Linked DNA regions of Macaca mulatta: region 2 is linked to region 1. The links are chromatin contacts, called in public Hi-C maps. All regions are on one chromosome and are shown on one strand. Each heading gives the region's core, a stretch centred on a gene start, on an enhancer-like site or on the middle of the called end of the contact. The rest is flanking DNA. Distances are from core to core; before and after follow the strand shown.

Region 1 (6,154 bases), core at 3,147-5,646:
TCAGCCTTCTAAGCAGCTGGATTTACAGGTGCATTGAGCAATTTTAAAAGTAAATTTGGCAGGGTGCAGTGGCTCATGCCTGTAATCCCAGCACTTTGGGAGGCCGACGTGGGAGGACTACTTGAGCCCAGAAGGTCAAGATCAGCCTAGGCAACACAGTGAAAACCTATCTCTACAGAAAGAATAGAATTAAAATTAGCCGGCCAGGCGTGGTGGCTCACGCCTGTAATCCCAGCACTTTAGGAGGCCAAGGCAGGTGGATCATGAGGTCAGGGGTTCAAGATCAGCCTGGCCAAGATGGTGAAACCCTGTTTCTACTAAAAATACAAAAAAATTAGCCAGGCATGGTGGCAGGTGGCTGTATTCCCAGCTACTCGGGAGGCTGAGGCAGAGAATTGCTTGAACCAGGGAGGCAGGGGTTGCAGTGAGCTGAGATCGCACAACGGCACTCCAGCCTGGGCAACAGAGCAAAACTCCATCTCAAAAAAAAAAGAATTAAAATTAGCCAGGCATGGCAGCAGGCAACTGTAATTCCAGCTACTTGGGAGGCGGAAGTGGAAGGATCACTTGAGCCCAGGAGATGGAGGCTGCAGTGAGCCACATTCAGGCCACTGCACTCCAGCCTGGAAGACAGAGCCAGATTATCTCAAAAAATAAAAACAAAAAAGTAAATTTGATGCCACATCCATGCTTAAAGCATTTAAAGAGCCGGGCACGGTGGCTCACACCTGTAATCCCAGCACTTTGGGAGGTCGAGGCAGGTGGTCGGGAGATTGAGACAATCCTAGCTAATATAGTGAAACCCCGTCTCTACTAAAAAAATACAAAAAAAATTAGCCAAGCGTGGTGGCAGGCACCTGTAGTCCCAGCTACTCGGGAGGCTGAGGTAGAAGAATGGAGTGAACCTGGGAGGCAGAGCTTGCAGTGAGCTGAGATCATACCACTGCACTCCAGCCTGGACGACAGACAAAAAAACAAAATAAAATAAAATAAAGCATTTAAAGGGGACATGTGTTACAAGATGGCGAATCTTGCAGAGAAAAGGAAATGCTTGTACCTTGTTGGTAGAATGCAAAGTAGTACAGCCTGGCCAATGTGGCAAAACCCTGTCTCTACTAAAAAATAGAAAAATTTGCTGGGCACGGTGACAGGTGCCTGTAATCCTAGCTACTCAGGAGGCTGAGGCAGGAGAATTGCTTGAACCCAGGAGGCAGAGGTTGAAGTGAACCAAGATTGCGACATTGCACTCCAGCCTGGGAGACATAGCACACTCTGTCCCAAAAAAAAAAAAACTAAAATTGCCAAAACACTGCAGAGAATGACGCAGTGACAATGAGAGCCATTCTCAGCGGAACTCTGGAAAAGCTTCAGACTTCTCCACCAGTATAGAGAAAATGTGACTGTGCTATGGGCCATCAAATCATGTGAAACAAATAATACATGAACCTGATAAATGCTATATGCTTGTAGTCAATTTTTTTTTTTTTCCCCGGAGACTGAGTCTCCCTCTGTCACCCAGGCTGGAGTGCAGTGGCCCGATCTAAGCTCACTGCAACCTCCACCTCCTGGGCTCAAGCCATTCTCCTGCCTCAGCCTCACCAGAACCTGGGACTACAGGCGCACGCTGCCACGCCCGGCTAATTTTTTTGTATTTTAGTAGAGATGGGGTTACACCGTGTTGCCCAGGCTGTTTCCGAACTCCTGAGCTCAGGCAATCCGCCTCCTCGGCCTCCCAAAGTGCTAGGATTACAGGCACGAGCCACCACGCCAGGCGGTACTCAATTTTTAGAAAAGACTGCTAGACAGGCCGCTACACACGTTAATAGTAACTTCTCAAAAATAATTACCAAGCAAAACTTAATTACAGTTGTAAATCTTGACAGAAAAAATACAGCCAAAACAAGTCAAGAGGGGGAAGGCAGAGGAGGAGGAAGGAAATCTTATAATAGCTCAGTTCATTGTGAAATTATGGTAGGAATCAAAAGAGATTGATGAATCAAGAAATAGAGGTCGCTGGGTGCGGTGCCTCACGCCTGTAATCCCAGTACTTTGGGAGGCCGAGGCGGGTGGATCACCTGAGGTCAGGAGTTTGAGACCAGCTTGACCAACATGGTGAAACCCCGTCTCTACCAAAAACACAAAAATTAGCCGGGCGCAGTGGCGGGCACCTGTAATCCCAGCTAGTACGGAGGCTGAGGCACAAGAATCGCTTGAACACAGGAGGAGGAGGTTGCAGTGAGCCGAGATCGTGCTACTACGCTCCAGCCTGGGCGACAGAGCCAGACTCCGACTCAAAAAAAAACAAAAACAAAAACAAGGAAAAAACCACAGCCACAGTCAGGCATGGTGGCTCAAGCCTGTAATCCTGGCACTTTGGGAGGCCGAGGCCGGCGGATCATGAGGTCAGAAGTTCGAGACCAGCCTGGCCAATGTAGTGAAACTCATGTCTCTACTAAAAATACAAAAATTAGCCGGACATGGTGGCGGGCGCCTGTAGTCCCAGCTACTCAGGGGGCTAAGGCAGAAATCACTTGAACCCGGGAGGCGGAGGTTGCAGTGAGCCGAGATCGCGCCACTGCACTCCAGCCTGGGCGACAGAGCGAGACTCTGTTTAAAAAAAAAAAAAAAAAAAAAAAGCCTCTAGAAGAACTGAAAATATGTAATTTACAAAAATATAACAGATTGAGGAGAATAGAAGATGGCCAATGTATCTATCCCAAATTCCCCTTGGCCTACAGTGGGAATGATGAAACAGAGATACTGGCTAAAGTTGATAAAACATAGAAATAAAACAGAGTTATTTACAGTGGGTTATTAGGAGAGATCCATAACCTTAACAGAAGTGGAAAAAGTAGGGAAGGGGCTTTTACTTTCCATACTTTTCATTAAAAGGGTATTAGTTTTTTTTTTTTTTTTTTTTTTTTTTTGAGACGGAGTCTCGCTCTGTTGCCCAGGCTGGAGTGCAGTGGCCGGATCTCAGTTCACAGCAAGCTCCGCCTCCCGGGTTCATGCCATTCTCCTGCCTCAGCCTCCCGAGTAGCTGGGACAACAGGCGCCCGCCACCACGCCCGTCTAGTTTTTTGTATTTTTTTTTTTTTTTTTTTTTTTTTGAGATGGAGTCTCGCTCTGTTGCCCAGGCTGGAGTGCAGTGGCCAGATCTCAGCTCACTGCAAGCTCCGCCTCCCGGGTTTATGCCATTCTCCTGCCTCAGCCTCCCGAGTAGCTGGGACTACAGGTGCCCGCCAACTCACCCGGCTAGTTTTTTGTATTTTTTAGTAGAGACGGGGTTTCACCGTGTTAGCCAGGATGGTCTCGATCTCCTGACCTCGTGATCCACCCGTCTCGGCCTCCCAAAGTGCTGGGATTACAGGCTTGAGCCACCGCGCCCGGCCAGTTTTTTGTATTTTTTAGTAGAGACGGGGTTTCACCGTGTTCGCCAGGATGGTCTCGATCTCCTGACCTCGTGATCCGCCCGTCTCGGCCTCCCAAAGTGCTGGGATTACAGGCTTGAGCCACCGCGCCCGGCCAGGGTATTAGTTTTTAATACCTTCTCCGTTGTTTTATGCTAACTCCAGCATGCCTTACTAATTCAAAAATTAAAAATTATAAAGTTAAACCACCTTCAAAGGCTCCCTTGAGTTCAAAAGGCATTTTGTACGTAAGATTCCCCTGCTCTTCCACTACTACCCGCCATCCCTCCCACTACTCCACAGACCACCCCTCCACCACCTAGGCAGAATTAAGCTGTCCCTCCAGTTTTGCACTCTGCCCATCTGCAGACTTTGCACTCGCCTACAGATCGCTTCCGGCACTCTTCCATTATTTACTGTCTGCCTCTGCTACTAGGCTGGCAGCAACTGGGAGTAGGAACTTTGGAGTCAATGCCTGGCACAGAGTAACCGCTCAACCAATTCTGATTAATCAACCTCCGGGGTATACAAAAGGGCAAGGCCGGGATCCCCCGGCTCAGGCTCCCTCGCCCCGACAGCCCCGGCCTCCTTACACTCCGAGATGCGTGTGCGACACGATCTTTCCGCAGGCAATGGTTGCCGGGCCTGGCTCGAAGCCGAGCGCCTGCAGATACATCCAGAGATGCTCCTTCTCGAAAGCGGTGACCGAAGCCGAGCTCATCCTCGCGGTAGGCACGGCGGCTGCGAAGAAAGAAAGCGCAAACCCAGGGGACTCGGAGGGCCCTCAAGATCCCTCCCTACGGTCAGCCTGAGGTCGCGGCGGTCCTTCCATTGCCAAAGTCTGCTCCTTTCTCGCCCCGAGCCATTTCGCCTCAAAGGGACTTACATCCTCCGGGAAACTGAGCTTCTAACGGTAGTGCGGGCACAACTGCCTCAGCAAAGCCACCACAAACCGAGACTCCCGCCCTTAAGGAAGAGCAGTATGCGCCTGCGCCGCCAGTCTTCCGAAGGAGGAGGGACTTCCCGGAAGGACTATATCTCCCGCCATGCCATGCGCCCTTCTCTCCTCCCTTCCGGTCATGCCCAGCCAAGAAACTACCAAGACCCACGCGGCATTGCGCGGCCAGCGAATTGTTCTGCGCTTGCGTAACGGCTATCTTGCCCAGATCCTCGGGTCTTCGGGATTTTCTGATTGTTGGTGTGTGGGGTTCATTTGCTTGTGTATGCTAGTTGTTACGTCACATAAAAGCCATAAATGGAGCACTGTACCTCGGTGTAGAGAGAAGAAGCATTGGTTCCATCCTCCGCTATGCTCACTGTGACTCTGATCAAGTCACGTAATCTCTGAGCCTCATTTCTGTCATTAGCGAAATCTATGCCCTCAAATACTAGAATACTAGATGCTCCTTTGCCTGCTTTAAATGAAATCTGGCTCCCTACTCCCCCTGCAGCCTTTTTTTTTTTTTTTTTTTTTTTTTTTTGAGACGGAGTTTCGCTCTTGTTGCTCAAGTTGGGGTGCAGTGACAAGATTTCGGCTCACTGCAACCTCCGCCTCCCGGGTTCAAGCATTTGTCCTGCCTCAACCTCCAGAGTAGCTGGGATTAACAGGCGTCCACCACCACGCCCGGCTAATTTTTTGTATTTTTAATAGTCTCTGAAAGCACAATAGAGACAGTTTCACCATGTTGACCAGGCTGGTGTCGAACTCCTAACATCAGGTTATCCGCCGTCCTCGGCCTCCCAAAGTGTTGGGATTACAGGCGTGAGCCACTGCGCCCGGCCGCCTGCAGTTCTCTTAACTGACGGCTGTTGCCTACCACAAACCCCATAGACAACAGGGCCTCGAAATGGATTGGGTAACCTGCTTTTAAGTCTCATTGCTACCTCTGGCAATTATTGCCTCCTGCCTCACTAAAACCACCTTAATAAAAAGAGGCCAGGCACGGTGGCTCAAGCCTATAATCCCAGCACTTTGGGAGGCCAAGGTGGGTGGATCACCTGAGGCGGGGAGTTCAAGACCAGCCTCACCAACATGGAGAAACCCGGTCTCTACTAAAAATACAAAATTAGCCTGGCGTGGTAGCGCATGACTGTAATCCCAGCTCAGCTACTCGGTAGGCTGAGGCAGAAGAATAGCTTGAACCCAGGAGGCAGACGTTGCATTGAGCCAAGATCCTGCCACTGCACTTCAGCCTGAGTGACAAAGTGAGACTCTGTCTCAAAAAAAAAAAAAAAAAAAAAAAAAGAGTGAGAGGAGAGAGAGAGAGAGAACCCACCAAGTTGCCCAGGCTGGGCTCGAACTCCTGGGCTCAAGCGATCTGTCCACCTTGGCCTCCCAAGGAATGAGCCACCGCGCCCAGCCTAAAACCACTTTTTGAAGTTTATGCATAGCTTTTCACTGTGGAGGTCATTGTAAGATCTCTGATTCCATTCTGGTGGTGCAGCCTGTGGTCCAGTTGCGCAGGAGGCTGAGGTGGGAAAATCATGTGGGCCCTGGGAAGCTGAGGCTGCAGAGAGCTGTGATTGCACGATTGCACTTCATTCAGCCTAGTGACAGAGCAAGACCCTTCTCCAAGCAAAAGAACAGCAACAAAAAAAATCTCTGACTCCTGTCAACAAAGAGTCAAACTCTGTAAAATTGTTACCGGTAAAAACAGAGTCTTGATCCAGACCCAAAGAGCAGGTTCTTGGATCTTGTGCGGGAAATAATTTGAGGTGAATCACAGAGCACAATGAAGGAAGGA
Region 2 (6,816 bases), core at 2,643-5,142, 55 kb before region 1:
ATCGCGCCATTGCACTCCAGCCTGGGCAACAAGAGTGAAACTCCGTCTCAAAAAAAGAGAGAGAGAGAGAGAGAGAGAGAACATACAAACAAAAGAAACTTGGAAGAAACCAAGACTAAACAGGATAAAAACTTTTATTAATGTTACTATTATCCTCAGATAGATAAAAGAAGATATTTAATCCATGAAAAAAATAATTTTATGTTTTTAAAAAGAACAATTAGAACAGCCTGTGGAAATTAAAATATGATATTAAAATTTAAAACTCTGGCCAGGCGCGGTGGTTCAAGCCTGTAATCCCAGCACTTTGGGAGGCCGAGACGGGCGGATCACGAGGTCAGGAGATTGAGACCATCCTAGCTAACGCGGTGAAACCCCGTCTCTACTAAAAAAACACAAAAAACTAGCTGGGCGAGGTGGTGGGCGCCTGTAGTCCCAGCTACTCGGGAGGCTGAGGCAGGAGAATGACGTGAACCCAGGAGGCGGAGCTTGCAGTGAGCTGAGATCCCGCCACTGCACTCCAGCCTGGGTGACAGAGTGAGACTCTGTCTCAAAAAAAATATATAAATAAATAAATAAAATAAAATAAAATAAAATTTAAAACTCCAAAGAGTTGGAAAATTAAGATGAGAAAATTCTCCTGGAAAGTAGAACAAAAAGACAAAAATAGAAAATAAGAAAGGTTTACCCAAAAAATACTTAAAAATTAGGCAGGGCAGGTGCAGTAGCTCACGCCTGTAATCCCAGCACTTTGGGAGGCAAGGCAGGCGGATCACCTGAGGTCGGGAGTTCAAGACCAGCCTGACCAACATGGAGAAAGGAGAAACCCCGTCGCTACTGAAAATACAAAATTAGCCAGACAAGGAGGCACATACCTGTAATCCCAGCTACTTGGGTGGCTGAGGCAGAAGCATCGCTTGAACCCAGCAGGCGGAGGTTGTGGTGAGCTGAGATCATGCCATTGCACTCGAGCCTGGGCAACAAGAGCAAAACTTCGTCTCAGGAAAAAAAAAAAAAAAAATAGGCATAGTGGCACACACCTATAATCCTACCTACTTGGGAGGCTGGCATGTGAGGATCCCTTGAGCCGAGGAGATGGAGGCTGCAGTGAGCTATGATCTCACCACTGCACTCCAGCCTGGTTGACAGAGAAAGACCCTGTCTCTAAAAATAAATTTTAAAATTTTTTTAAAAAAGAAAAGAAGGCCAGGCGCGGTGGCACACGCCTGTAATCAGCACTTTGGGAAGCTGAGGCGGGCAGATCACTTAAGACCAGGAGTTTGAGACCAGCCTGGCCAACGTGGTGAAACCCCGTTTCTATTAAAATTCAAAAATTAGCCAGGCGCAGTGGCAGGCTTCTGTAATCCCAGTTACTTGGGAGGCTGAGCCAGGAGAATGGCTTGAACCTGGGAGGCGGAGATTGCAGTAAGCCGAGACAGTGCCACTGCACTCCAGTCTAGGCTACTGAGCAAGACTCCGTCTCAAAACAAAAACAAAAACAAAAAATGTATAAAACTTAGCCAGGCATGGTGGTGAAGGCCTGTAGTCCCAGCTACTTGGGAGGCTGAGGCAGGAGAATCTCTTGAACCCGGGAGGTGGAGGTTGCAGTGAGCCAAGATCGTGCCACTACACTCTAGCCTGGGCAACAGAGTGAGATTCTGTCTCCAAGAAAAAAAAAAAAAAGAAAGAAAAGAAAGAATACATTAGAGGAGACTCCATAAAATGTGATATCCAGACCTTAGGAATATTCACATGAGAGAATAGAGGAAATACATCATCAAACAATTCAAGAACATTGTTCAGAATTCAATGGCATGGTTTCCAAATTAAAAGACACATTGGAGGGTCCAGCACAATGCAAATTTGAGCTCAACAATGCCAATTATCATTAAATTTCAGAACACTAGAATAAGGAAATTTTGAATATGTTTTTAGAGAGGAAAGAATAGATCAAAACCAAGAAGCAGGCATCAGACTACTGGCAGCTAAAAGATGATGGAGCAACAGAGCAATGCCTCCAAGACTCTAAGGAAAAATTATGTCCAACCAATCAAGTGTGAGGGTAAAAACAAAGAAAATTTCAGACATCCAATGTCTTGAAATTTTTACTCTCCTCATACTTTTTATCTGGAAGCTATTGGATCATGTGTTCCACCAAATGAGCCAAAAATGAGAAGATGTGAAATCAGGAAAAAGAATACCCAACTCGAAAGAATGGGGAAGGGAAACCCCAGAATGGTGGTGAAAGATAAGAAGGCTCCAGAAGAGATATCACCAAGGAGATGAAATTGAATACACTAAGAGGAGATTTTCCACATACTATATTGTATTATGGAATTTCACTCTATGATTTCCATAAACTACAGCAAAGGCCATTTTTGAACTTCTACTGTACATGTTAACAGTAGGAATTTTTTTTAATAAATGAAAGAATGGAATACCTGAATTTGTACAGTACAGTATACACTTTGAAAAGGGCTTTAGGCCAGGCACGGTGGCTCATGCCTGTAATCCCAGCAATTTGGGAGGCCGAGGCAGGTGGCTCGCTTAAGGTCAGGAGTTCAAGACCAGCCTAGCCAACATGGTGAAACCCCGTCGCTACTAAAAATACAAAAATTAGCCGGGGGTGGTGGCAGGTGCCCATAATCCCAGCTATTTGGGGGGCTGAGGCAGGAGAATCGCTTGAACCCAGGAGGCGGAGGTTGCAATGAGCTGAGATCATACCACTGCACTCCAGCCTGGGCAACAGAGCAAGACTCCATCTCAAAAGAAAAAAAAAGGACTTTAAGGTAGATATAGAGGCTTCAGTATCCTGATGACTCTCATTCATTCTGTATGAACGATACTGGAGGACACTGATTCTCTTATCTACTTGAAGACTAAGAGCAGAATCACATTATGCTTTTAGAGGGGCACAGGGTGGCCTATTGTTAGGCAAATAGACTGCAGTCAGACTAAAACCAAATTCCATTTCATCATTTAGTATATGTGTAACTTGGTCAAGTGACTTAACCTCTCTAACCTTTGATTCCCTCACTTGAAAATAGGGTTATTAATTCACAGGGTTACTGTGAGGATGGAACTAATGCATGGGATTCCATATTATCGTTTCCTCGAGCTTTGGAATTCTAATTATAAATTCTAAACTCTGAGATTACGGGAAAAGCAGATGTGAGAAAGGAATTAAAAGCACCAACTGGAAGCCAGGATGTCTCTCAAGAGGGACTCGCTATCGTCTAGCTGCGCAGCGGTGGGCAATCGCTTAACTTGTCTAAGTCTCACTTTCCGCATCTGCACATTCTCCATCTGCCCTGCCCCTGTACTCACTGGGCCAGGGAACCTGGGGAGGCCTAAGCGGACTGGGAAGTTAGGCTTTCCCTCCACTTCATCAGTCGGCTGCCCCTGCGGAAACCCGCCCAGCACACCTCGCTCCTAAAGCCAGTTGCGGTAGTGGTGGTGGGTGGGGCTTTTTTTTGGCCACCAGAGGGCAGCATTTCCCCCTGCCAACCATACACGTACCCCTAGCAACCGCAAACCCAGCTGCAACAGAACAAAAGACCGCAGTCCTTGGGCTTCCCTTCCATCTTAGGGCTCACGCTGCCCGAGTTGGGTTTCATTAGAGTAGCAGCTTTTCAAAGCTCGTCGGGCAGGAGCGGCGGAGCGACGGAGCTCTCGCGAGATCGCCGCCGGAAGTGGGTGGTGGCGGGGACGCAGCGGTTCCCTCTCCGGAAGGCAAGCGCATCTCCCAAGCCGTTGCTACCGACAGCCGCAGGCGCTCCCTTCTGAGGAAGAGCCAGCCCCGCTGCGGCCTCTCCAGCCCCGGGTTCGCGCTCTCGCCTCTCCTGCCTGCCCAGCTGCGCGGCGGAGCGGAGCGAGGCACCGCCTGCGAGTCTCCGGCAGCCCCCGGACCCCTCCCTCGGCGCTGCGTGTAGGCCGCGCCCTCAGGCCCAGTCCGCGGCGGCCCCGGCGGGTGATGCCAAATACAGCCATGAAGAAAAAGGTGCTGCTGATGGGGAAGAGCGGGTCGGGGAAGACCAGCATGAGGTCGATTATCTTCGCCAATTATATTGCTCGCGACACCCGGCGCCTGGGGGCCACCATTGACGTGGAGCACTCCCACGTCCGATTCCTGGGGAACCTGGTGCTGAACCTGTGGGACTGTGGCGGTCAGGACACCTTCATGGAAAATTACTTCACCAGCCAGCGAGACAATATTTTCCGTAACGTGGAAGTTTTGATTTACGTGTTTGACGTGGAGAGCCGCGAACTGGAAAAGGACATGCATTATTACCAGTCGTGTCTGGAGGCCATCCTCCAGAACTCTCCCGACGCCAAAATCTTCTGCCTGGTGCACAAAATGGATCTGGTTCAGGAGGATCAGCGCGACCTGATTTTTAAAGAGCGAGAGGAAGACCTGAGGCGTCTGTCTCGCCCGCTGGAGTGTGCTTGTTTTCGAACGTCCATCTGGGATGAGACGCTCTACAAAGCCTGGTCCAGCATCGTCTACCAGCTGATTCCCAACGTTCAGCAGCTGGAGATGAACCTCAGGAATTTTGCCCAAATCATTGAGGCCGATGAAGTTCTCCTGTTCGAAAGAGCTACGTTCTTGGTTATTTCCCACTACCAGTGCAAAGAGCAGCGCGACGTCCACCGGTTTGAGAAGATCAGCAACATCATCAAACAGTTCAAGCTGAGCTGCAGTAAATTGGCCGCTTCCTTCCAGAGCATGGAAGTTAGGAATTCCAACTTCGCTGCTTTCATCGACATCTTCACTTCAAACACGTACGTGATGGTGGTCATGTCAGACCCGTCGATCCCTTCTGCAGCCACTCTGATCAACATTCGCAATGCCCGGAAACACTTTGAGAAGCTGGAGAGAGTGGATGGCCCCAAGCACAGTCTTCTTATGCGTTGAATATTGCCAAATGCTCTTTCTGAAAATGCTGAATTGCCTTTTTTTGTTTGCATCCTTTATTTTTAATATTCATAATGTCGTGTGCTTAAAAGTGGGCTTTGAAGTGTGTGCTGCTTACTCCTTTCATCTTTCTCCCCGGCTCCCCAGTCTTTAAACATTGGACGCTATTTACTCGGCTACCCAGTAGAGCTTTGAAGCTGGCCTTTCTGAGAAGTTGGTATGATGTAACACTAAAGTAGGTGGTTCGTGTGTGTTCTCATTACCTGGTTATAATAGATATGCACATCAAAGCCTTTACCAGTATCTCCTGTATTCCGTATCAGATTGCAAAGATGGAATGTTACTATTTTATCAGTAAGGTATTAAAATGCATTTATAAATTCTTCTTGGCTTCATTCCTGAATAAACGTGTTAGCAATTTAAAACATGGCCTTATTTGAAATAACTCGAAAGTGCTTAATATGTAAATCTAAAGATTCTGACTGCGCACAAGTATTGCTTGACTGGCAAATTTGATTCTGTGAGTTTAGCCCCCAGCATTTTAGTGATGTTTGGTAACAGCTGTAGAAGTGCTTATGCTATGGACTCAAGCTAGACCACTTGAGTTAGTATTCTGGTCCCTTCACTTACTAGCTCTGTGAACATGAGCAAGTACTTAATTTCACTACACTTGTTCCTTCATTGGTAAAATGTGGGTCAGAATACTACTTTATAGCCAGGTGTGGTGGCTCACACCTGTAATTCTAGCACTTTGGAAGGCTGAGTGGGAGGATCACCTGAGACCAGGAGTTCAAGACCGGCCTGGGCAACATAGTGAGACCCTGTCTCTACAAAAAAAAAAATTTTTTCATTAACTAGGCATAGTGGTGGGTGCCTACAGTCCTAGCTACTTGGGAGGCTGAGAAAAGAGGATTGCTTGAGTCCAGGAGGTAGAGGTTGCAGTGAGGTATAATTGTGTCACTGCCCTCCAGCTTGGGTGACAAAGCAAGACCCTATCTCAAAAACAGCAAAAAAAAAAAAAAAAAAAAAAAAAAACACCACTTGAAAGGATGTTTAAAAGGATTAAATTCAACATGGTATTTAGGAACGGTGCCTAGCGCATAGCGCGCATAGCGTCCTGTGTTAACTACCATTACCATCTACTGAGCCATTCTTCCCCAATTTACTGGATGTGAAACCTATTTGAATATTTGATCCCTTACTAAATGTCAGGTGTTCTTAAGCACGTGTGCATTTATCTTACTGAATCCTCACAACCTATGTGGTAGGTTACTTTGATCGCTATTTTAACAGATGAGCAAATTGCTATGACCTTATTAAGCTCATACAGCTAAACCCAGGCAATCTGACTACTGACTCTCCTCATCATTACACCCCATTACTTCCATTGAAAAGTTAACCGTAAGAGTCATAGCTTTTTATTTTGTTGTTGTTGTTGTTGTTTCTTTGAGACGAGTCTCACTCTTTTGCCCAGGCTGGAGTGCAATGGCGTGATCTCACTGCAACCTCCGCCTCCCAGGTTCAAGCCATTTTCGTGCCTCAGCCTCCCAAGTAGCTGGGACTACAGGCATGCACCACCACGCCCAGCTAATTTTTGGTATTTTTTAGTAGAGATGGGGGTTTCACCACGTTGGCCAGGCTGGTCTCGAACTACTAACCTCAAGTGATCCGCCCATCTCAGCCTCCCAAAGTGCTGAGATTACAGTCGTAAGCCACTGCACACGGCAATTTTTTTGTTCTTATAACTTGCACAGATCAGCACTGATGGGTCTTAGCTTTTTAAATGTGTATTATTCCTTCATATAATTCTGAATTTACATACTGAGTAAGCTGAAGCCCAGGAAGCTAAGTGACCTTCCTCAAGGAATAGGGTTTCACTCGTTTTGGGCAAGATCACTTTC

Evidence for each region. Hi-C and Micro-C count contacts between places; a contact is called where the count stands out from the background.
Region 2: a Hi-C map of fetal cortex germinal zone shows a contact between it and region 1, with 3 times the contacts expected there. The contact joins the promoter of SAXO1 here to the promoter of HAUS6 in region 1. A contact is called at or near these places in 4 of 14 Hi-C or Micro-C datasets (CD4 T cells, blood, fetal cortex germinal zone and 1 more).

The regions. Positions count from the first base shown.
Region 1 is chr15:80,092,479-80,098,632 of T2T-MMU8v2.0, reverse strand. It overlaps HAUS6 (HAUS augmin like complex subunit 6), which reads right to left and starts at 4,396. Exons shown (of 17, transcript XM_028835138.2): 1 at 4,297-4,396. The coding sequence starts at 4,298.
Region 2 is chr15:80,145,892-80,152,707 of T2T-MMU8v2.0, reverse strand. It overlaps SAXO1 (stabilizer of axonemal microtubules 1), which reads right to left and starts at 3,892. Exons shown (of 5, transcript XM_077966040.1): 1 at 3,520-3,892; 2 at 876-973. It overlaps RRAGA (Ras related GTP binding A), which reads left to right and starts at 3,583. Exons shown (of 1, transcript NM_001194800.2): 1 at 3,583-5,344. The coding sequence starts at 3,974. The coding sequence ends at 4,915.